Regions from separate parts of the Mus musculus genome. Here regions 1, 2, 3, 4, 5 and 6 are each linked to region 7. Evidence: chromatin contacts called from public Hi-C, HiChIP or PLAC-seq, Micro-C and promoter capture Hi-C data. All regions are on one chromosome and are shown on one strand. The core of a region is the stretch at or near the end of the contact, and the rest is flanking DNA. Distances in the headings are between cores, read along the strand shown.

The links. Promoter capture Hi-C pulls out the DNA fragments that hold promoters and counts their contacts. A called contact is a pair of places that touch in the nucleus more often than the background predicts. HiChIP or PLAC-seq counts read pairs in DNA pulled down with a chosen protein or histone mark.
Region 1: a contact with region 7 is called in an H3K4me3 HiChIP or PLAC-seq map of forebrain, with 6 times the contacts expected there. The contact joins the enhancer-like site here to the promoter of Fam155a in region 7. A contact is called at or near these places in 12 of 39 promoter capture datasets (cranial neural crest, embryonic stem cells, frontonasal cranial neural crest and 6 more), 9 of 115 datasets of contacts at active chromatin or transcription factors (VIP interneurons, embryonic basal ganglia, embryonic forebrain and 6 more) and 3 of 9 other capture datasets (adipose tissue, embryonic stem cells and pancreatic islet).
Region 2: an H3K4me3 HiChIP or PLAC-seq map of forebrain shows a contact between it and region 7, with 10 times the contacts expected there. The contact joins the enhancer-like site here to the promoter of Fam155a in region 7. A contact is called at or near these places in 3 of 39 promoter capture datasets (cranial neural crest, frontonasal cranial neural crest and second pharyngeal arch cranial neural crest), 8 of 115 datasets of contacts at active chromatin or transcription factors (VIP interneurons, astrocytes, differentiating embryonic stem cells and 5 more) and 1 of 9 other capture datasets (pancreatic islet).
Region 3: a promoter capture Hi-C map of hippocampal neurons shows a contact between it and region 7, with 8 times the contacts expected there. The contact joins the enhancer-like site here to the promoter of Fam155a in region 7. A contact is called at or near these places in 7 of 39 promoter capture datasets (cranial neural crest, embryonic stem cells, hippocampal neurons and 3 more), 8 of 115 datasets of contacts at active chromatin or transcription factors (embryonic basal ganglia, embryonic forebrain, embryonic hindbrain and 5 more) and 2 of 9 other capture datasets (adipose tissue and pancreatic islet).
Region 4: a contact with region 7 is called in a promoter capture Hi-C map of hippocampal neurons, with 9 times the contacts expected there. The contact joins the enhancer-like site here to the promoter of Fam155a in region 7. A contact is called at or near these places in 9 of 39 promoter capture datasets (3T3-L1-derived adipocytes, cranial neural crest, embryonic stem cells and 5 more), 9 of 484 Hi-C or Micro-C datasets (brain, cerebellar granule neurons, cerebellum and 3 more), 8 of 115 datasets of contacts at active chromatin or transcription factors (SST interneurons, VIP interneurons, embryonic forebrain and 5 more) and 1 of 9 other capture datasets (pancreatic islet).
Region 5: a contact with region 7 is called in a Micro-C map of the AtT-20 cell line, with 2.9 times the contacts expected there. The contact joins the enhancer-like site here to the promoter of Fam155a in region 7. A contact is called at or near these places in 5 of 39 promoter capture datasets (3T3-L1-derived adipocytes, cranial neural crest, embryonic stem cells and 2 more), 3 of 484 Hi-C or Micro-C datasets (the AtT-20 cell line and cortical neurons), 6 of 115 datasets of contacts at active chromatin or transcription factors (SST interneurons, VIP interneurons, embryonic forebrain and 3 more) and 2 of 9 other capture datasets (adipose tissue and pancreatic islet).
Region 6: a contact with region 7 is called in a Hi-C map of cortical neurons, with 3 times the contacts expected there. The contact joins the enhancer-like site here to the promoter of Fam155a in region 7. A contact is called at or near these places in 12 of 39 promoter capture datasets (the 3T3-L1 cell line, the HPC-7 cell line, cranial neural crest and 7 more), 3 of 484 Hi-C or Micro-C datasets (cortical neurons and nephron progenitors), 7 of 115 datasets of contacts at active chromatin or transcription factors (VIP interneurons, embryonic basal ganglia, embryonic forebrain and 4 more) and 1 of 9 other capture datasets (embryonic stem cells).

Annotation. Positions count from the first base shown.
Region 1 is chr8:9,362,178-9,364,877 of GRCm38.p6, forward strand. The region is part of intron 1 of Fam155a (family with sequence similarity 155, member A); the gene reads right to left. Among named protein-coding and RNA genes, the nearest start is that of Gm39128, 200 kb to the left of the region's middle. Within about 2 kb of position 1,369, at least 3 of the 459 cell types and tissues checked have an H3K27ac peak or open chromatin away from gene starts, as enhancers often do. A contact at or near this core is called in forebrain, where this site is marked.
Region 2 is chr8:9,260,237-9,262,936 of GRCm38.p6, forward strand. The region is part of intron 1 of Fam155a (family with sequence similarity 155, member A); the gene reads right to left. Among named protein-coding and RNA genes, the nearest start is that of Gm39128, 94 kb to the left of the region's middle. Within about 2 kb of position 1,420, at least 9 of the 459 cell types and tissues checked have an H3K27ac peak or open chromatin away from gene starts, as enhancers often do. A contact at or near this core is called in VIP interneurons, where this site is marked.
Region 3 is chr8:9,396,750-9,399,662 of GRCm38.p6, forward strand. The region is part of intron 1 of Fam155a (family with sequence similarity 155, member A); the gene reads right to left. Among named protein-coding and RNA genes, the nearest start is that of Gm39128, 230 kb to the left of the region's middle. Within about 2 kb of position 1,507, at least 13 of the 459 cell types and tissues checked have an H3K27ac peak or open chromatin away from gene starts, as enhancers often do. A contact at or near this core is called in hippocampal neurons, where this site is marked.
Region 4 is chr8:9,452,583-9,455,589 of GRCm38.p6, forward strand. All of the region lies in intron 1 of Fam155a (family with sequence similarity 155, member A), which reads right to left. Among named protein-coding and RNA genes, the nearest start is that of Gm39128, 290 kb to the left of the region's middle. Within about 2 kb of position 1,414, at least 2 of the 459 cell types and tissues checked have an H3K27ac peak or open chromatin away from gene starts, as enhancers often do. A contact at or near this core is called in hippocampal neurons, where this site is marked.
Region 5 is chr8:9,431,294-9,434,162 of GRCm38.p6, forward strand. The region is part of intron 1 of Fam155a (family with sequence similarity 155, member A); the gene reads right to left. Among named protein-coding and RNA genes, the nearest start is that of Gm39128, 270 kb to the left of the region's middle. Within about 2 kb of position 1,263, at least 4 of the 459 cell types and tissues checked have an H3K27ac peak or open chromatin away from gene starts, as enhancers often do. A contact at or near this core is called in the AtT-20 cell line, where this site is marked.
Region 6 is chr8:9,296,960-9,299,659 of GRCm38.p6, forward strand. The region is part of intron 1 of Fam155a (family with sequence similarity 155, member A); the gene reads right to left. Among named protein-coding and RNA genes, the nearest start is that of Gm39128, 130 kb to the left of the region's middle. Within about 2 kb of position 1,317, at least 3 of the 459 cell types and tissues checked have an H3K27ac peak or open chromatin away from gene starts, as enhancers often do. A contact at or near this core is called in cortical neurons, where this site is marked.
Region 7 is chr8:9,769,514-9,772,363 of GRCm38.p6, forward strand. Fam155a (family with sequence similarity 155, member A) reads right to left here and starts at 1,510. Exons shown (of 3, transcript NM_173446.2): 1 at 564-1,510. The coding sequence starts at 1,505.

The DNA.
Region 1 (2,700 bases), core at 119-2,618, 410 kb before region 7:
AGCATCAGGAAGGTTGAGAGCCACTGCCATAAACTGTGTCAGAATAACAATGGCTGGCTTTTGCTTTAAAAGTTCTTAGCAAAAGGGAGTCTACCAAGGGTCTGAAATGGGATATTTGCCAAAAACAGTTTTCAAATGAATGCCATTCCACATGATCATGTGCCCTTTGGCACATGTCGCATGTACTCAGTACATATATGAGAGTACATATACATATACATATACATATACATATACATATACATATACATATACATATACATATACATATACATATACATATACTCAGTACATATATGCCCACATGTGGGTGATAGCCTCTAAGTAATCCATCTTTATTGATAACCCCAGCAGAAGGGAAGAGCTGAGCTCACGTCCTCAGCACTATACTGGATCTGCGGCTCTTCAGTACGGTGCGTTGTTGTTAGTTTCTGAATAATTTTAGATTTTACGGCAGAGTTGCTGGATCAATCGCTTCCTCCGACTCCTAATGTTGGTATCTTACATAACCACAGTTTGTCACAACTAAGAACAAGGACTAATGTAGCATTTTTAGCTCACAGTATTTTACTCCTACTGCTTCTGGGATGATCCCCACACCGGTGGTTCTGGGTGCCCCTTGTCCTGAGGCTCCTCCCACCTGCGAGACTGCTCCACGTTTTCCTGTCTTACTCACTCTGAGGTATGCTAGGTCACTTGCTAGAATAGAGTGATATTCACACTTTACAGGTCGACACTAAGAACCATCTTATCGTCTGAGGGCAGTCCACCTCGTTTTCCTTCCTCATGCATAAACTGTTTTGTAGTCCCTGTGATTCATCAGCTCTGGGCTAAGCGGCTGGTGTGAGTTCTGCTTTAGAGTGTAAACACTGTGTGAAGCAGACAGTAGGAAACTGCAAGGTCCAGGGGAATTGATTGCCCAGGTGCCCAAAGATAGCAGTGCAAGGTGGGGGTGGTCAATGACTACAAGGTATGGACATGGCGATGCAAGATGGACAGGTGCCACATGTTGGCCCTGCTGCGTTTCCTACAGGTTAAGATGCTACAGGTTAGTAGGTGTCCACATTCCAAGCCCTCCACGACCCCATTAAACTGTAAGGATCCTTTTTAGTGCATACCTACAGGACATCTGCAGCTTCTAAGCAGTGGCTCCACTCTGGAGAGAACAGCAGGCCCTGAAGCTCTGCACTGCTGCTCACAGCCTCCTGGAGGAAGAAATTGGCTGCTGATCTCCTCAACCCTTTCTTTAGGAATATAGCCATTGCTTTTATAATAAATAAGTAAGCGAGGCGCTCTTAGGTTATTTATAGCACCTAGTTTACCATGTCAGATTTCACCTCATTTGTAAGCTAAAGCTTTCCAGTAGTATTCAGCTGAACAAATTAGGATTCCACAGGCTTATTGAATTTACATAATAGCAGCCCCTGTATACACATTCATTTTGTGCATTTGACATGTAAGGGCTACCTTTGATCTTTTTTGTTTAATTCTAAAGCTATCAAAAGTATAAGTTTGGCATATACAGTGCCTCTACACGTTCCACAAGCAAATTACCTTTCTTTCTTCTTCTTCTTTTTTTTTTCCCAAAGGAAATAATTATGCCTTGCTAATGTGAAGTGTGTTTTCCAGGGATCACTACCACACTGGAAGGAGAAAAGTTCTGTTGTCTGGTGCTAGTAAGACACTTTGCCAGGAACATTTGTTGTTTCTATCCAGAAAACCCAACATCTGGGCTGTAAGAATAGTCCACTTTAAATTAAAGCTGCACTTCTGAGAACTCAGAAGCAATTATAAAATTAAGAACAGCCTGTCTACTTACCTGAGAGATAAATTTGTGAGTCATTTTTAATTCATTTTCTCCTTACAAGCACAAGGCCTTTGCTTTAGAATTATATTCTTTGCAAATGACACACTGCATGAACGCTCTGAGGCAGTGTCCCCACCTCTCCCGAGAATGAGATTGGCCTTCTCCTTGTGTTGTTCTGCAGAGATCTTGGGAGTTTATTAACAAAATAATGCAGTAATTACTAAAGTTTTAAAGGAACAAGTTATTTGTTATTTCCCTCCACAATTTGTCAATTTGTCTCTCTTTAGCAACTGAAAACCACAGGTGTTGTCCATTTACTAGTGAATAGATTATAATCTAATTAAGTACAGCTAAGCAATGCATTTCTCTCCTAGTCAGATACAGGTAATGTGAATATTCTATATTGATTTTTTTCTCAATTAGATATCCTCCATTTGCATGTAAATTCAATAAAAACAAAGCAAGCTGGACCTGCATGATAGAAAAAGAAGATTAAACACAAAGCAGACTGAATCCATCTGATAGAAAAAAGGGGAAGAAACTGAAGACAGTTGAGACATGTATTGTCGCCGTCCTTGCTAAGGCAGGTAGGTACCAAGGGAAAGCTGGTATCTACTGGTCACTGTGTGACTTGGCCTGAACCTGCTCTGGTTCATCTCCATCCTACATTGGCTGCTGAGTTTCTAGCAGGCCAATCGGTCCCTGAAAATCTGTCTGCCCATCTGTAGGAACATGATAACATCCATACCTGCCTTATATGGTTGTGCAAATCAAGTTATATAACCAAAGGAAAGTGAACAGTGGTGGTTTTGGCACAAATTAAGACCTAATTAAATGCTAGTTCTCATTCCCATCATAATTTCAAAAGTCCAAAGTTACATAAATGTATCTTA
Region 2 (2,700 bases), core at 170-2,669, 510 kb before region 7:
AAGAGTCTCCTTTCAAAGTGATTGTCCCAAAATTCTCTGCTGCTGCTAACACAGAATGATGTAAGACTACTTAAATAAAAATACATATATCTTAGTCTGCTTGTAAAGAAACTTGCTACTCTGGACACTATTCCTGATGATAAATGACCTAATGTCATATTTGAATGCAGTCTGCAATGGAAGGTCTCACCTTCCAATGACCTTTGTCTATAGTGGAAGGAGCCACTAATTAAGTGGTACCACACAGCCCTAGGAACACATTCCTTCCCACACCGAGGCATCTTCAGATGAGAATCTTTACTCCAGAAACTCCAGTGTTCTACAGCCACGGGCAAAGGGTTTATTTCTCATTTGTAGTAATTTACACAGAGTTTGCAACTGAACATTTTCTAGCCAGGGGAATAAGGTCTCCTTACTTAAATTAATTTTTAATTAATTTGCCCTTTTTAATCTGCTTGGATTAACATAAAAGAGAAAAAAGGGAAATAATTGGAATTGCTACAGAAAAATAATCTGTTTGTGACCCAGGACACAGTTCATGGGTAGAGCACGTGCCGTACATGCATGATGCCTTGGGTTCAATTCTCAAGATGGTACACTCAATTAGTCAATTCATTAACTAATCCATCATTTATTGGGTGACATGTATAATGGTAAAGTAGCAGATGAACCATTAGAAACGTGGTTATCATCTCTCATTCGATATCAACAGAGACAAATTTTAAGGTCAAAAGAAAAATTCTATTTACCTTAAAAGTGTATCCAGCATCATGAACTAAAATAAAATTTCTGAAATATACTGAGGCCAAATCTGTTTACTGTATTATCTTGTTCAATATGGGTAATGGAAAAACCCCACCGTGAATTTAGTCTGTATGGAATCCAACAGCACCTTAATGTTATTTAAATCCTAACAGCAGTGTGACTGGATGGTGGAGCCCTTAACATGTGAGGCTCCTGGTTTATCCCTAGTATCTTCTATTCTTACATACACAGAGGAAAGTACAACACAGAAATCACCTTTGAAAAGTCCTTAGTAAAATGATGTTAACATTAAAAAAAATGAAAATGCTGTCTCAAATACTAGGCAAAAGAATATTGTATATGAGTTAAATGTAAACTGGGCTCATAGCATCTGAAGGGGTGGGGGCTCCTGTCTCAGGTGGTACTCGGGAGATATCTGATATGTTATTGGGACTGAAAGGGAATTTAATTAATTCAATGTAGGAAAGAAAAGGCAATGATTGTGGAATGAGATTAGAACAGAGCAAGAGAGCTACAGATATTAAGAAATGACTCTGGAGCTTTGGACACACAGGCGGAAACATGAAACAAACAAAAGATCCACTTCCCCACCCTACCCCTGCCATTGTCTCTCTGAGGCCTGGACAAAGGCTGGCTGCAGTTTTGTGAAATGTGAGTCTGCTGGGTTGTCATCTGCTCACAGACAGGCTCAGAGAGGAAAGGAATAACAGAGTACCGTCGTCACCAGCTGGGCATTCTCCTGGAAACACGCACTTCCGAAGAGCATGATGCAAGACTGTGGCTGCCTATCAGATCCTCCACGGCCATCGTGGATGGGAACGGGCAGTGCCTCTAAATGGTGAAGTGAAAAAGAGTCAGGAAGAAGTTAAACCTGACTCCCTGAAGGGATGGGGTGACTGTTGGAACAATAGAAGGGGAAACAAAGGGAAATGGGAAGAAGATGTTTCGTGAGGGCTGTTACTGTATAATACCCGGGTGCTCTCTGAAGCAAGAATAGCAGGCTCAGAGTTCAGACCACAAGCTATCATTTCCATTGAGCCCTTGCTGGCTTAGTTATCCAAATGATTAAGGCTTACTCTGGGACTGCAGACAGCTCTTGGAAGTAATGCATTCACAAGCAAGTCAAGACTCAAGATTCCCTGTGGCCTAAAGACTAGTTAACCGGAGAACTTTTGAATTAATAGTCTTTCTTTCTTTCTTTCTTTCTTTCTTTCTTTCTTTCTTTCTTTCTTTCTTTCTTTCTTTCTTTCTTTCTTCCTTCCTTCCTTCCTTCCTTCCTTCCTTCCTTCCTTCCTTCCTTCCTTCCTTTCTTTCTTTCTTTCTTTGTTTCTTCTTCCCTCCCTCCCTTTTTCCTTCCTTCCTTCCTTCCTTTCTTTCTCCCTAGAGCTACCCCTACCCTCAAATGATACCTACCCATGTAGATACTTAATCATAGACTAATTTAGAGATAGAATCTAGCTCCTCTGTTATACCAGAGCTATTGCAAGTTCTCCATCACCCATTGTCCAATACAGGTAAATAACATTACCACCCCATGGGACATTCTAATGGACATTGGCGTTCCAGTTTAGTGAAGGAGGCTAGTGCAGGGGACTCTGCACACACAACTGAAAGTACAATTTTCTATCATGACAATATAAAACACTCAACCAGACAGCTTTCTAACAAATTAATATTATATTAATTAATGTGAATAAAGATACTGAACACAGGGTTTGCTTTAGGAAAGGCTAACAGGGGGACAGTAAAATACATAAGTATATATTTTGTTTCTCATTAATGCATGTTCATTAATGCAGTACAGGTTGCAAGCAGAAACTTCAGAACACTTCCTGGTCCAAGAGTTTTATTGCTGCTGTTTTGAGACAGGGTTTCTCATGTAGCCTTAGGTGTCCTGGAACTTCGTCTGTAGATCAGTCTACCCTTGAACTCATG
Region 3 (2,913 bases), core at 257-2,756, 370 kb before region 7:
CATTTTGTGGGAGAACTGGATTCAATTATGCTTGAAAAACAATTAGAGGTAGAAGAAGAAAGGGAGGAATGGAGGTGACTCTCAGTTTAAATTCTGAACAGACGTTTGGGCTTACTTTAGATTTCTATTTCCCATAAACATTAGGACCCTATAGTTAAATAGAGTTCAACTTGAGTGCTTCCAAATGAAATAAAAAAACTGAATAGTAAATGAGATCTCTTTTGATATTGGAAGCGCTTCGACTTTTTTGCACATGTTTATAATCAGCAATGGCAATAAAGGGTTTTCAATTGTAAAAAGAGCAAATGAATACAATTAATCATCACGCTGTCTTACCTAGATATTTAATTTGTTTAGATAATTTCTAAAATGGGTATTTTTCAAATACATCCATGTATATATTGTATATTGGTAACTTAACTCTACAAAAGGAATGTTTCTTTGTGTCCTAAGAGAAAGAAGTCAATGAAGCCATGATTATGCTACTTATATAATGTAAAACATTACATATTTCACTTTTCATCATGAAGTCAGATACTCGCCTCTAGCAAAAGTGAACTCTGCTAAAGCTTGCAAGTCTTGGACGCTGTTCCTAGAGAGTTTATAGCTGTCAACTAAGATCATGATGGCTGTCACCAAGAAGGTGACAACTGCATTTATGCCTTCATCTAGAGATGACAGTGTCTCCTTAGGGTTTCTAATAGAATCTGCTCAATACATCAAAGGTAGGCTGTTATCCCAAACTCACAATCCCTTCTTACTGTTGTTCTTACTGCAAGCCAAGAGAAACAGGCAGATAATAACTCACCAAATGTCCCCTGTTTTTCTTCAGTACCTGAACAAAAGTACATCTCAAAAGACAAGTAGACTTGAAGATACGTTTGAGACCTTGAGGGATACTGTAAGTACAGGAGGCAGAAGATACATCACGGACATATGGTGATAGAAGCTTAGGTTGGTCAGAGAGATGCCATTGATACTGTATGGTTCACCAACTGGAATACTAGGTAGCTGCTGGCATTGCATACCTCCTTGGGCCCTCTGAGATGAAGAAAATCTTGCTGACGTCTACTTATTATCTTACTGAAGCTTAACTGGGCCTTTTGGCCTGAGAACTACACAGTAAGAAAATGACCACGAGCGGTGGTTTGTTACAGCGGTCATGGGGAAACTAATAAAGGAACGCTCTCCCCTGAGCCCTGTCAGTTTTATTCACACATAGGATGAGGCTCCATGGATCTCTGCCCTGGGAAACAGGAACATACTGATACATGCTTTTTCAACAGATTTAAATGAAGGAAGCCCAATTCAGAACTAGTAACAAAGTTACTAGAGTGGTTCTAGTAACAAAGTTACTAGAGTGGTTCTAGTAACACGAGCAGGTTGTGGGAGGCCATGGGTCAGAGGCAGGAGGGGCTGCAAAGCTTGTAAGTCTCGCTCTGTCTGCTCTGCAGTGCAGGCTGTGGCCTCTGGTGGTGCAGTGTAGAATTTTCCACTTCCCTGGTGGGAAAAACCCATTTTCTAAAGCAGGTCTCTTTCACCACCAGAAGCTGCTATTTCAACGTGATCAAACCAACCTGAGTCTTTGAAAACATTTTTTCTTCTGTATTTTTCTCTGATGATAGGGAAGAGAATCACAAGATAGTGTGGGGACTGTACGAATGAATCCCGCCCTCGGCTTTCCCAATGCTGAATCCACCTCAGCGTTGTTGCCTCTGACTGAAAATCTACAGCAGTCTCACATTAAATCTCTGAAAAAATAAATCTTGGAATCCTAATAGCATTTTGAGCTTTGAAATTACTCTGGAATGGCAATCAATTATTATTATGAGTTTATTTAAGACACATGTATAATCCTGCATATCTGCCAAAGCTTTAGAGCAATTTTATATGCTGGATATCAATCTTCAAATTATTTCCCTGCAAGATGTTTTGTTGCAAAACTGGTCTGTGCTGTGTGCTTAGGATGCTCTCCTCAGGTCTCCTGAACCACAGCCTTTCCCTGCTGCTGCTGTTATGTAACTAAAGTCTGTCTCCATTACCATGAGCATGTTGGATGAATTATACAGAGAACAGTCTTACTGCATCGCTCACATCAGGGGACGTCCATTACTAACAACACCGAGTTCAGTCTTTGTATAACCTGATGTCTGCTAAGTTTCTCCATTACAGGTTATTTCCCCCTCTGTAATTAATAGATACCCTATGGGAAGATACTCTGAGGCCACAAAGACATCTTGCTCTTCACACAGAGAGCTATGCAGTTTGGCATTCCTGAGTGCTAATTGTCTGACACACTTGTTAGTGGCAGCTCCTCAGTGGTGGCTTTCTGTTCCCTTGCCTGTTCCCTAACTGAGTTCTACAGTGATGACAGATGAGATCAATATCCTTATGATCAGTACAGATGATGGAAAGGGAGATGTGCATACTGACATCTAGAGGGGCCTTAAAGGGAAAACTGCAATTGAAATGGAAACTACCTATTTCTTTCTATTTTATGAGACACCCCTTGTCCCCGCAAGCTTCTAGTAGCCATCTCTGCTCAAACTGAATAAGCTGGAGGCCTGATGGCTTTTCATTTCTTATCTGACATGAATTGCCATGGAGACAATAATAATAACTAAGATGTGACGGATGCTGCCACTTCACCAGGAATCATTACGTAGAGGATTTTACCGGAACGTCTAAGTGTCAGTATGACACAGGAACATTTCCCTCCTTACTATGAAGACAAGAATAATGCAGTCAATTACAGTTTTAGTATTTTATATCATGCCTCAAACCCCTCCTTACCACTCTATACTACTACTAAGAATTTCTGCTACTTACAGAGCAATCCCTATAAATTTAAAGCTCTGACACCAATGATTTAAGAACCATTACCTCATGTGCAGAGTATGTAAGACATTTCAA
Region 4 (3,007 bases), core at 164-2,663, 320 kb before region 7:
TAAGTTATGATTCAACAGTTGACATATCTGTGTGACTGTCATTGAATTTAAATTTTAGGATATACTGATCAAGCCTTCCAGATAACATTTGTCTGCCTGGTACAGATGTAAGTCACCTGCTAGGGGGACAGACAGATTATCTGTTGCTTTGCTTATGTCTCTATTTCCTGTCCCAGAGAAGTATGATGGTAAAATCATACTCATGTGTGTGTCTTGGGATTAACTTCTTTCAATTTGGCAGTATTGCCAAGATCTATCCATTTTGTAGCTAGGAACTTCATTCCATATCATATTCATGCCTTTATGCCCTCTTCAATAATCTCCATTACTCATGTTGCTACAATAGTCCTTCATAATTTCTATTGCTTCCACTTTTGACTATAATAAATAAAATAGTATTGCTGTAAACATTTGTTTAAAACTTTTCAATGCAGTTGTATCCTTTCCATTTTTTGGGGTATATTGTAAAGTATTTTGGGGTATATTTCTGGGTGGTTGTAGCTTTGAAAATAGATACTAAAAATTTATCACACGTTTGGAATGTTATCAGGAAAGTTAACATGTCTGAGTGTTCTAGCATGAGGGAAGAAAGAAACTGGAGTTCTTGGGTCATCAGTTTCTAAATGAGTGAGTTCTCTTTTCCTGAAGGTTATAAAACAACAACAAAAAGTAGCCCCTTCCAACCCTGAGTCAGGGTATAGAGAACATGAAGTCATCTATCCAAGGGGAGACTATTATTCTGATATAAAATAGAATTTTATGCTAAGCTGTGTGGGCTCAAGCATTTTTGTAGATGCCTGGGTTTTTTGTTTTTTGTTTGTTTTTTTTTTTTCATGATAGAGGAAAGAAGGTTATATAAGAAAAAAAATCAGCACAGGCCACTCAAGTAGGGCACAGATTTAAAACAAACATCCTGTGCCTCTCTGTTTTATCTTAAGCTTGTCACACATATTTAAAACATACAACCTGTCTCTGTGTTCCTTACCTTAATCTGGGCATAAATATCTTAGATTTAAGTTCCCCAAAAGAAAGGGACAGTGGAAATGCTCAACAGAGAGGTCTACAGGGCTAGTCAAATTCTGTCTTAATATGAGCAATTTACTATAAATTCATGTTGGTTGATCCTTAAATTGTCTTACTTTCTTGATTCTATTTAAAATATATATACCCTATTGGGTTTATTGAAATATATGCAGAAACATTAGAATCCATTGTTGGGCAGATCATCAAGAATCAGGTTAGTGGGGGAGAGGTGGACAGCTGTCCTAACAAGGGTATAAAACATGACACAAATGGACTGGATGTTCTCAGGATGCACTACCCACTCATGCCCATGTCTGAGCCGTTTCCCACACCACCCACTCTGGGTGCTACTGTCTCATTGGAAATCCTACTTTGTACAATAAAAAGAGATTAGCCCGAGGATTAGGAAAAACAGAAATAATATCTACTGTGCGGTGCTATTTAAAAATGCATCCATCATGACTCACCATATTGGAAAGTTTTGCATGACTGTTCGGCTCTGGGTGGGAACACGGGAGGCACTCTAGCTGTTTTCTGTGACACTCTAGAGCAGTGGATCTCACCCTTCCTTATGCTGCGCCCATTTAATACAGTTCCTCGTGTGGCTGTGGTGACCCCCAGCCACAAGATTATTTTCATTACTGCTTCGTAACTATATCTTTGCTACTGTTATGACTTGTAATGTAAACATATGTGTTTTCCAATGGTCTTAGGTCATTCTTGTGAAAGGGTCCCTCGACCCTCAAATGGGTTGTGGCCTGGCCTTCAGGATGAGAAATGGTTGGCCGAGGGGGTAAACATCCCAGAAAATTCTACACAGTCTCTGAAATATTCAAAGCATTAGAGCAGTTTACAATCTGCCTGTGTAATAATGAATATTAGAATCTTTGAGGTTGGTCATAAATGCTTCAAGCAAATAAGCAACAGAAGGAGATTACTAATATTTAACATGGTAATGCATATCAATAGTGCATATATTAATATATTTGTATACCAGTTGCATAATGTAATATAATACACTTGAAATTGTAATAGTTGAGTCATTGATTAAAATACTAATGAACTAAAGTCATTTCAATGATAAAGCATGAGTTGAGCTATCTGAATGGTAGGTGCCATGACACTCATCAGCTCTGATTTCTTTAGCAAATCCATTCATCTCACAAATTCTGTATTTTCATCAATACTAGAAGGTGGGATGAGTTAACTGTTTCACAAAAATAGTAAAATGCAGACACAGGTATCTTGATCTCATCACCTTTTGAGTTAATTCTGCTTTTCCTATAACAGTTTGTGAAAAAGGCCCCAGATCAGGTAAACATTTAAAGGAAGAAGCTGGCTGGAGCATGGTTACATCTGGTCCCAGAGATGGTTTGAGTTAATTGCCAAGTTGACACAAATCTATAATCATCTGGGAATTCTCAGTGAGAGATTTTGTAGATGAACTGGCCTGTGGGCATATTCTGGGAGATTTTCTTGGTTACATTAATTGATGTGGGAAACCCAAGCCCACCTTGGGCAGTGCCATTTCCTAGGCATGGGGATCCTATCCCATATAGAGGGGGCTGAGAACTGACAGGTGTGCTAGTGTTTCTCTCTACTCTGGAGATGGGACTCAGCTGCTTCAAGTTCCTTGCAAGAATGGACTGTAACCTGGAACAAGCCTTCCTCCCATAAATTGCTTTTTGTCAGGGCATTTTATCACACTGACAGAAATGAAACTAGGACAGACGTAAATGTCACAAATCTCCAAGAGCAGACCAACCACAACAGCCTCAAAAACGAAGAACAGAAGGAAACAACTAAAAAGCAAAGAGCCTAACAACTTCTGTGCTCAACCTCAGACTTAGATTATGAAGGATTTAATTTTTTTGTTAGAGAGTGTCACGATTACCATGAAAATCAGCACAGCATGAAAAGCGAGTGATTATTTTCAGATTATACTTTAACAAATTAGATTTTAGATTTATTCTTAAATTAATAT
Region 5 (2,869 bases), core at 13-2,512, 340 kb before region 7:
AATGGACCAGGGCTATACAGCTAATGAGTAGTGGGTGAGCTGAGATCTGAACCAAGGCATGCTGTCGCAGTACAAACACTGCAGATGCCCGCCTCCCTGTCGCTTCAGCTTATCATTAACTGAATCATTCTTTCATCCAAATCTCATTATTTTGTCATTATATAAATCTTCCTAGCATATCAGCCTCACAGTATTTTTGACTTCACTAAAAATCATATAAATTACCACATTTGCAGGATGAATTGGGCCCAAAGTACATTTATACTATAAGACAGTAACATTTTTATTCTGGACCAAAGGGAAATTTTAAAGAATACAAATAATGATAACATGAGATCATGTGATTACTAAAATTCTGATGAATTTTTTTTTTCACTGAAAGTGGTATCCCTGTAGAATGCCTACATTTAAACAAAATACACTTATAAAAGCTTTTTTTAACTCCTTTGGTTAGTAATATTGCGTTAGAAGTGCAGCTTGAGACAGACCACACCAAGCCAAACAGTTCCATGTGAGGTTTATTGTAGGAAGAAAGGGCAGAGGTGGCAGCGGAGAAGGAGGAGAGGATGAGAGAGCCAGGGGTCGGAGGGGTCTTCCTTTTATTTGGATAGTGATATAGCTGTTCACAGGTGAAGGTGGGAGGTGAGCCAAGTGGATTCTGGGAATATGGTGGTGGTTGCCTTGGCAACAGATGTGCTGGTCACTGTCACCTAGGTGTGATGTCACTGGGTTCAGAGCCAATCCTGGTATCAACAAATATCACTATAGTCTGTTTATAAAAAAAAAATTCAGAAGAAAAAATGAAACTAGAAAGCTTGCATCATCTGATGCTGGAACTACAGTGTATGTTACAGTGAAGGTGAAGGAAGACTTAGTCTTCCCAGACATTTAAAGGGAAACTAAGTCCTCCCAGTCAGCCACAGGCGTTCTAGGGATACACCTGTGTTTTGAGGCTGAATATTTTGTGAATTGATAAGGTTAACCTAATCTGAAAGTCCCTGAAAACTGTGATACATTGAAATGCTGAGTCACTTGTGGTCACCAGTAAACACCTCAGTAGACATAACCAACAATACCTCACTCTTAGAGTTCTTCCGAACTCTAGCATAAGAAGTAAGGAAATCCAGCCTTGTGTCCCCTCACATTTCAGCATGTTATTATTATGTAAACACTATTATCTTAAGCCAACAAAGCATAGAAACAGATCCTCAGAGCTGAGTCTGGAGCTGGTCTTGTGATCCTGCGTGGCATGAGCTCTGAAGCATCTATTGCATAAAAGGCTGTGTCCCGGGAGGACAGGAGATGACTCTGACATGCTGCCTTCAGCCCAGGCTCGGGGGAGTGAGATTCCAAGGAAGACATGATGAGAGGGCTGGAAGAATAGATGGGCTCCATCTAATTAAGAGCTGGCAATGCTCCCAGAGGGTGTGGTATTTGAAGGGCCACCAGGAGCCGAGATGTTTGGCTTCCTTTTCCCGTGTCATCTGACACATTCTTACCTAAGGACACCATAGAATGTCAGGGGCCTGAGTACAGGCAGAGATGCTGACATCATCAAAAATGTCCCACTGCTGGCAATTCTGCTCTCTGCACCAAACCGGTTAACACAGTGTAATGAATTGTCCTGATGTCAACGTTCCTAAGCCATGGTGAAAGATACGCGAGCGAACACTAATCTACAATAAATGCATTCTGATTAAAAAAAAAAAACCACCCAGTTTACAAAACATATAAAACACTACAGCATGGAGAGCCCTCTCTAATCCTTTGAAGGCTTTGTGAGGAATAAACTGACCGCCCTTGACAAAGAGGAAATTCTGTCTCCAGGCGGCGGCCTTTGGACTTGTTTTTCCCAGTCTCTAGCTTGCTGACCTCCAGCTTCGGAGTGTTGGACCTGATGTCTCCACAGTTGCATGAGGCAATTTGCCTGCTGATCATGCCCCTTTGGAGAACTCTGACCAACACAGTTAATGAGAGTGTCACACTTCAGTAAGAAAATTTCCATAATATACTTCTATGTGTACAGTGGAGAATAAAATAAATAAAAAAAAAAAAGAAGAAGAAGAAGAAGAAGAAGAAGAAGAAGAAGAAGAAGAAGCAACAACCCAGGTAGAGTATGGGGATGATTCAAAGAACATAAACGTCAGGAGGAGGAGAGAGAACCTGCACTGGATGCAGGTGTGAGTCACAGGACCTGAGAAAAGCCCCTGGCTTTTAAGCTGTTCAGTTAATAAAAATGGCACATTCAACATTGCCCAGTGTAATCATGGGAAGTGACCTTGAGCGTCTCTCGGGTGAGCATGGGAAATGGTTGGAGGTCACATGTTCCAGAAAAATCGGGGAGCTTTGACAGTCAAAGGATATGTGTAGAATAATCCCAAGGAAACCACTCTGCAAAGTTCCCTATAAAAAATAATGTCAAAAATGAACTAATTGGCCAGGCGTATTGGTTCAGATCTGTAATTCCAACTGAGACAGGAGGGTGGCAGGTCTGAGGACAGCTTGAGCTGCAGACCAAGTTTAAATACAGCCTGTACAACTGAGCAAGTCCCTAGTATGTACAAAGTCTAGGGTTCGATTTGTAGCACCATAAAAAAGTTTATGCATCTATATGGCAATCTCCTTTCCTCTAAATGTGACTCCATGTTCCTGCCTCAGATCAGGGTCCTCAGCCCTGGGGGACTTCCCTGGTTGCAGACTGGAGTGTGTACTAAGCATACTCCTGGAACCCGGCAGGCCTGGGAACACTCAGGCTTTCTGCCTCTGGGTCTTTGATGGGATTATGCAGTTCATAGCCACCTCCTCAAAGGCTGACTTTTTACCTGACCAAGCAGCATGCCAAGATAGGGCCAGGATTCAATATGGATCT
Region 6 (2,700 bases), core at 67-2,566, 470 kb before region 7:
AGGACAATGGCTGCTATGGAGGAAGGGAGGACAATGGCTGCTATGGAGGAAGGGAGGACAATGGCTGCTATGGAGGAAGGGAGGACAATGGCTGCTATGGAGGAAGGGAGGACAATGGCTGCTATGGAGGAAGGGAGGACAATGGCTGCTATGGAGGAAGGGAGGACAATGGCTGCTATGGAGGAAGGGAGGACAATGGCTGCTATGGAGGAAGGGAGGACAATGGCTGCTATGGAGGAAGGGAGGACAATGGCTGCTATGGAGGAAGGGAGGACAATGGCTGCTATGGAGGAAGGGAGGACAATGGCTGCTATGGAGGAAGGGAGGACAATGGCTGCTATGGAGGAAGGGAGGACAATGGCTGCTATGGAGGAAGGGAGGACAATGGCTGCTATGGAGGAAGGGAGGACAATGGCTGCTATGGAGGAAGGGAGGACAATGGCTGCTATGGAGGAAGGGAGGACAATGGCTGCTATGGAGGAGGGGAGGACAATGGCTGCTATGGAGGAAGGGAGGACAATGGCTGCTATGGAGGAAGGGAGGACAATGGCTGCTATGGAGGAAGGGAGGACAATGGCTGCTATGGAGGAAGGGAGGACAATGGCTGCTATGGAGGAGGGGAGGACAATGGCTGCTATGGAGGAGGGGAGGACAATGGCTGCTATGGAGGAAGGGAGGACAATGGCTGCTATGGAGGAAGGACAGGAACAGGCAGCAGCTGCTGGCTTTGTAAGTGAAGCACTGGGCTCTTGTGGTTTTGAGTGTCCATTTTTTTATATCACAGTCTTATTACTTTGTTTCCAGAATGAACTCTAAGGCCATGATGCTCACCCTCACCTGCAAAGATTCAGCCCTGTGTACTCGGGGGAGAATCATCTTAATCAATGCTTCCCAAAAGCACTTGCAGAAACCTCGGGTCTGATACAAGGCGACACTCTGAACTGTAAGTGTAAATTCTACAAGAAGCTGACTGAGGCCGTCAGAATGCCAGAGCTTGCAGGACCGAAGAGAAATGTTTGCCAAAATAACATTCTGAAAATTGTTGTGCGAAACTCAGTGGAAATTCAAAATAAACTGCTTAAGACAAACCACTGCAATTTGGCTCCGTGTCCAATTGCATATGCATTTCCTTATCTGATTTTTTTAAAAATGGATTAATTAAGCAAAAACAAAATTATGCAATATCAAATTAACATTAGTCTTGAAGACTATATTCTCTCTGCCAAAATTCATTTCTGGAGGAGAGCCTCTAGCATGCAGCTATGGTTTATGTGTGATCAATTCCTACGCTTGCTTTTCAATGTGTCAGAACAATGACTAGGGGATACACTGCCACAGTGCCACTGAAAGCAGTTAGGATTGAATTGTATATAGCTTATGTAGTGCTAAAACTTTACAGAATATATGGTGAATACTCATTACCACAGCTCCAAATCTGCTAAAGTGTGTCATGCTATACCCTAGGGGTGACTGGGTTAAAGACTGACTAAGCTAGGAACCAATATTGATGTTAAAAACAATACTTCTTTTCTAAGTTTTTATTTTTGGCATTAGTTTCTGCAACAGGTAGGAGTTTGCTTCAACACAGTACTTCACTCTGTGTGCAAACCCTCAAGGCTGATGCAGAGAACAAGAGTCTCTGAAGAGCTCAGCTCTAAATAGTACATCTCTATCACACTCTTCCTCCCAAGGCATGCAGGACATTGAACAAGAGGGCTGGACACAAGAGGCAGATCGAATGGACAACTGCAGCAGAATAGAATTTGCTGGAAGCAGCAGCTCTGTGGTTCACATGAACTTACAGCAGCAGGGATTGTGTGCACAAGACTTGCATCAGACCATGGCAGCCAAACCCAAGGATGGTGGAGAACCAGGTTCTGAAGTCCCATTCCTATCTGAGGAGCAGTTATTAACAATTTATGTCTGTTAAGGGATGCATTTGCTTCAGGGATGTAGGCACTGGGCAGCCACTTATGCCCAGCAGATGGCCCTACACCTTAAATGTATAGGCAGTAAGTGTACTCAATTTTGTTGTTGTTAAAGAAAGAAAGAACACATGAAGTAAGGAAGAAAAGGTGCTAAGAGGATAGGGTAAGACTTGGAGGCAAGGAAGTAGAATAGATTTGACACAAAGAGAGTATATGCATGTATGAACATGTATGAAAATATTGAAAAATAAAAATTAAATTGACATGAGATGAATTTGACCTGATGTTAAGATGCTGTTATTTTTGCAAGTGTTTATTAAGGATGAATTGGACAAAGTCTGTGGCCACAACAGCACCGAAAATGAAAGTCTGTGCTGAGGGCAGAGGAAACAACTGGGTAAAATATGAGTGAAATATAATCCTGGGGTTTCAAGAGCTGAGAGAAACGAGCTAGTGAGAATGAAAATGTGTACAGATTAGATATCAAGGTGGGACTTGGTCCTCTGAGCCAGGCTGGAGTCACCCACACAATGACAATGACTGGTGGCTGGTGGCCCCTCAGGTGACACTCAGGCTAAAGAGATTTGCAGTAAGTTAGAAAAATGAAGGCCCACATTGTTAGTCACAAGTCATTGCTGTCTGCATCAGAGTCTCATGTTGTGTCTCACTGATTAATAGGGCTGAGCTGGACATGCAAACGGTGCCTTGGCCACGTCTCCCGGATGCTCTAAGCCTGCATAGGATGCTTCTGGATGCCCCGATGTCATCAGGG
Region 7 (2,850 bases), core at 260-2,759:
ATCAATTAATAGATAGCTAACTACGACCTTCTACTCCTATGACACCCAGGCCTATACTACACAGCTGTCTAAGAGAAAACAGGAAGCTTAAAGAGAACAGGCCTTCAGACTTACTAAAGAATGAAAGCTAGCCCATAAAACCCACAAAATGTGTACGTTTGACTGTTTTCCTCCCTACATTAACAGCTACACTTTCTTCTGTTCCTCTGACCAACCAACCTGATTATGTTAGAAGTGGAGAAATGATTCCCTCTGGCTACCTGCGTGTGTTGGTCCCTTCTCTATTTCCCTGAAAGGAATAGTATGCGCCAACTGCGAAGCTCGAAGAAACAGCTCAAGCCCTGACTTTGTTATCTTAGAAGATAGACTTCCCTGATGTACCAAGAGCTCTGAAAAGAAGGGCATCAGGCCACCAGCAACCTACCAGCTGTCCCCAACTCCATCAGAAAGTCAAGTTCTCATAGCCAGATAAACAATGATTAAACTTACAAAACCGGAGCCAGATAAACGAATCAAACATAAAAAAAGCCGCAGCGAAGGGGAAAGGAACCCGCTGTGCCTACCTTGCAGTCCTCAGGACAGGACTTCACCGAGTACTCATCCGACTGTAAGTACTTATGCAGCACGCTTTCAAACTCTTCGTACTTCTCCTGAGCGTGGTGGTCGTAGTCCTGGTAAGCCTCGATGCACTGTCTACACGTGGTCATCTCACCGCCCTCCGTGAGCACCACGTCCAGACTGCAGTTCAAAGTACTGGGGCTGGACAGCCCCGAAAACAACTCCCAAAGTGTGTAGGAATTACAAAATGAAAGGTAAAAATCCGACAAGTTCCACAGCGGAGTTGGCCGAGAGCCCCTGGACGACTGCTCCTCCCCCGCGGCCGCCCCCCGACTCCAGTTCCTGGCGCACACAGCGTCCGCGCTCTCCACGGTGAAGCACTGGCCGGAGGAGGCGCCCTGGGGGTAACAAGTCTCTAGGCGCCACACCGGCTTGGCAGAGTTTCCTAGAAAAAGAGCCCTGCTCCGGTTGTTCTTGCCTCGGTTGCCCTTGCTGCCGCCGCCGCCTCCCGGGGAGGGGGGCAGGGTGGGGGACGAGGAGGCGGAGAGGAGTCTGTGTGCCTGGGCGGCGGGCGAGGACTCCCCCATGCTGGCCAGGAGCGCGGGCCAGGAGGGCTCCTGCTGTCGCTGCCTCTGCTGCTGTCGCTGCCGCTGCTGCTGTCGCTGCTGCTGCTGCTGCTGCTGTTGCTGCTGTTGCTGCTGCTGTTGCTGCTGTTGCTGCTGCTGTTGGTGATGCTCTTTGTCCCGGGTCCGGGTCAGCTTGGCCTCGGCGCAGAACCACAAGTGATCAGAGAGCAGGACTGTGAAAAACAAGAGAGAAGCCAGAGACAGTCGCCATTTCTGAGCCCGCTCTGAATCGATGAACGGTTTCTCGTTCTCCCGGGGTGCTGCCAACCAGATTTTTAAGCCGTCGTCATACTGCCGACACATCCAAGCACCCCTGGTCATATTTTGGGAACGCACAGCCCTGGCCGACTCCACCGTGAGGGCTCCTGTGCCGGTGTCACCACAATATGCATTGACTTAAAGGGTTTAATTTCCGTATCCCCTCCTCCCGTTTCTTCTCTCTCTCTCTCTCTCTCTCTCTCTCTCTCTCTCTCCCTACATAAATATTACCATACTTTGGAGGAAGATCTTGCTTCCGACCTAAGCATCAGCCGACCCCATCCCTTGAAGAGTGGGAGACAATAAGAGAGAGAGAGAGAGAGAGAGAGAGAGAGAGAGAGAGAGAGAGAGAGAGAGAGAGACGCGGAGGCTGGTGCTGTGCTGGCCGGTGGGGAGGCTGAGTGCGGGAGGTGATGGTGGTGGAGGTGGCTGGGTGGCTGGCGCTGCTCCTATCACCCCGGCATTGTCAGCGCGCGGGTCCCCATGGCCCAGCTGAGGACAGCCCGCTCTCCCCTGCCAGGGGCATGCCGCGTCTCTGCTGCCCACTGACGGCGACCGGAGCGCCTCCCCTCCTCCTCTCCTCCTCCTCTTCTCCTCCTCTTCCTCCTCCTTCCTCTCCGTCGCTGGCTTCTCCTCCGCCTCCCGCGCCTACTTCGCGCTGGCTCTCCCCGCGCCCCGAGCTTGGGCGGCCGCCGGCGGGGCTGTCCCTCCCCCCCACCCCCCACCCCGCGCTCCGACTGTCGCCGCGGCCGCTGCAGGTCTGCCCGCGGGCGCCGCCGGGGGCCGAGTCGCCTGCTCTGGGCCTCCCGAGGCCACAGTCATCTTCAGTCCCCGGGCTAAGTTGCCGCCATCTTCGTCCTGGAGGCACACTTTTTTGGGGGGAGCGCTGGATTTTGCGTCATCTCCTCCCGCCCCGAGGTCTCTCCATCCTGGTGCAGTGACAGCAGCTTGGCCCGGGGCGGAGGACGAAGACGCGCCCCGGCAGCTTGAAGACCCGCTGTCCACCGCCCCCTCCGGGTCCTGTACACCCAGGCTTTTGCCCAGGGGTTGCGATCCCTCCCCACTTTTTATTTCAGAGTCAAGACGTGGGCCGAGTGGCCAAGGCTGCTGACCTGGGTCTTCAGCTTCTCCTTAGGACCCCGCTGTCTAGGGGACAAGTCCCAGACACCAGAGGGCAGCTAAGAGGTCCCTGTTGGGGACTAGGGACTGGGTATCATTTCCCTCGCTAGACAATCTTCTGCAAGAGGAGGCTGATTAGAGGAGGGGCGAGGTGACTTTGCAGGCTCAGTCTGAACGCTTTTTGAGTCTCTAGAGAGCTCCACTGCGTTTGGGTTTTGTCCTAAATCGGTTTTATGGGTCAGAAAGGATGCGGGGTGTGTGCATCTGTGTGTCTGCCTACACGGTGCTG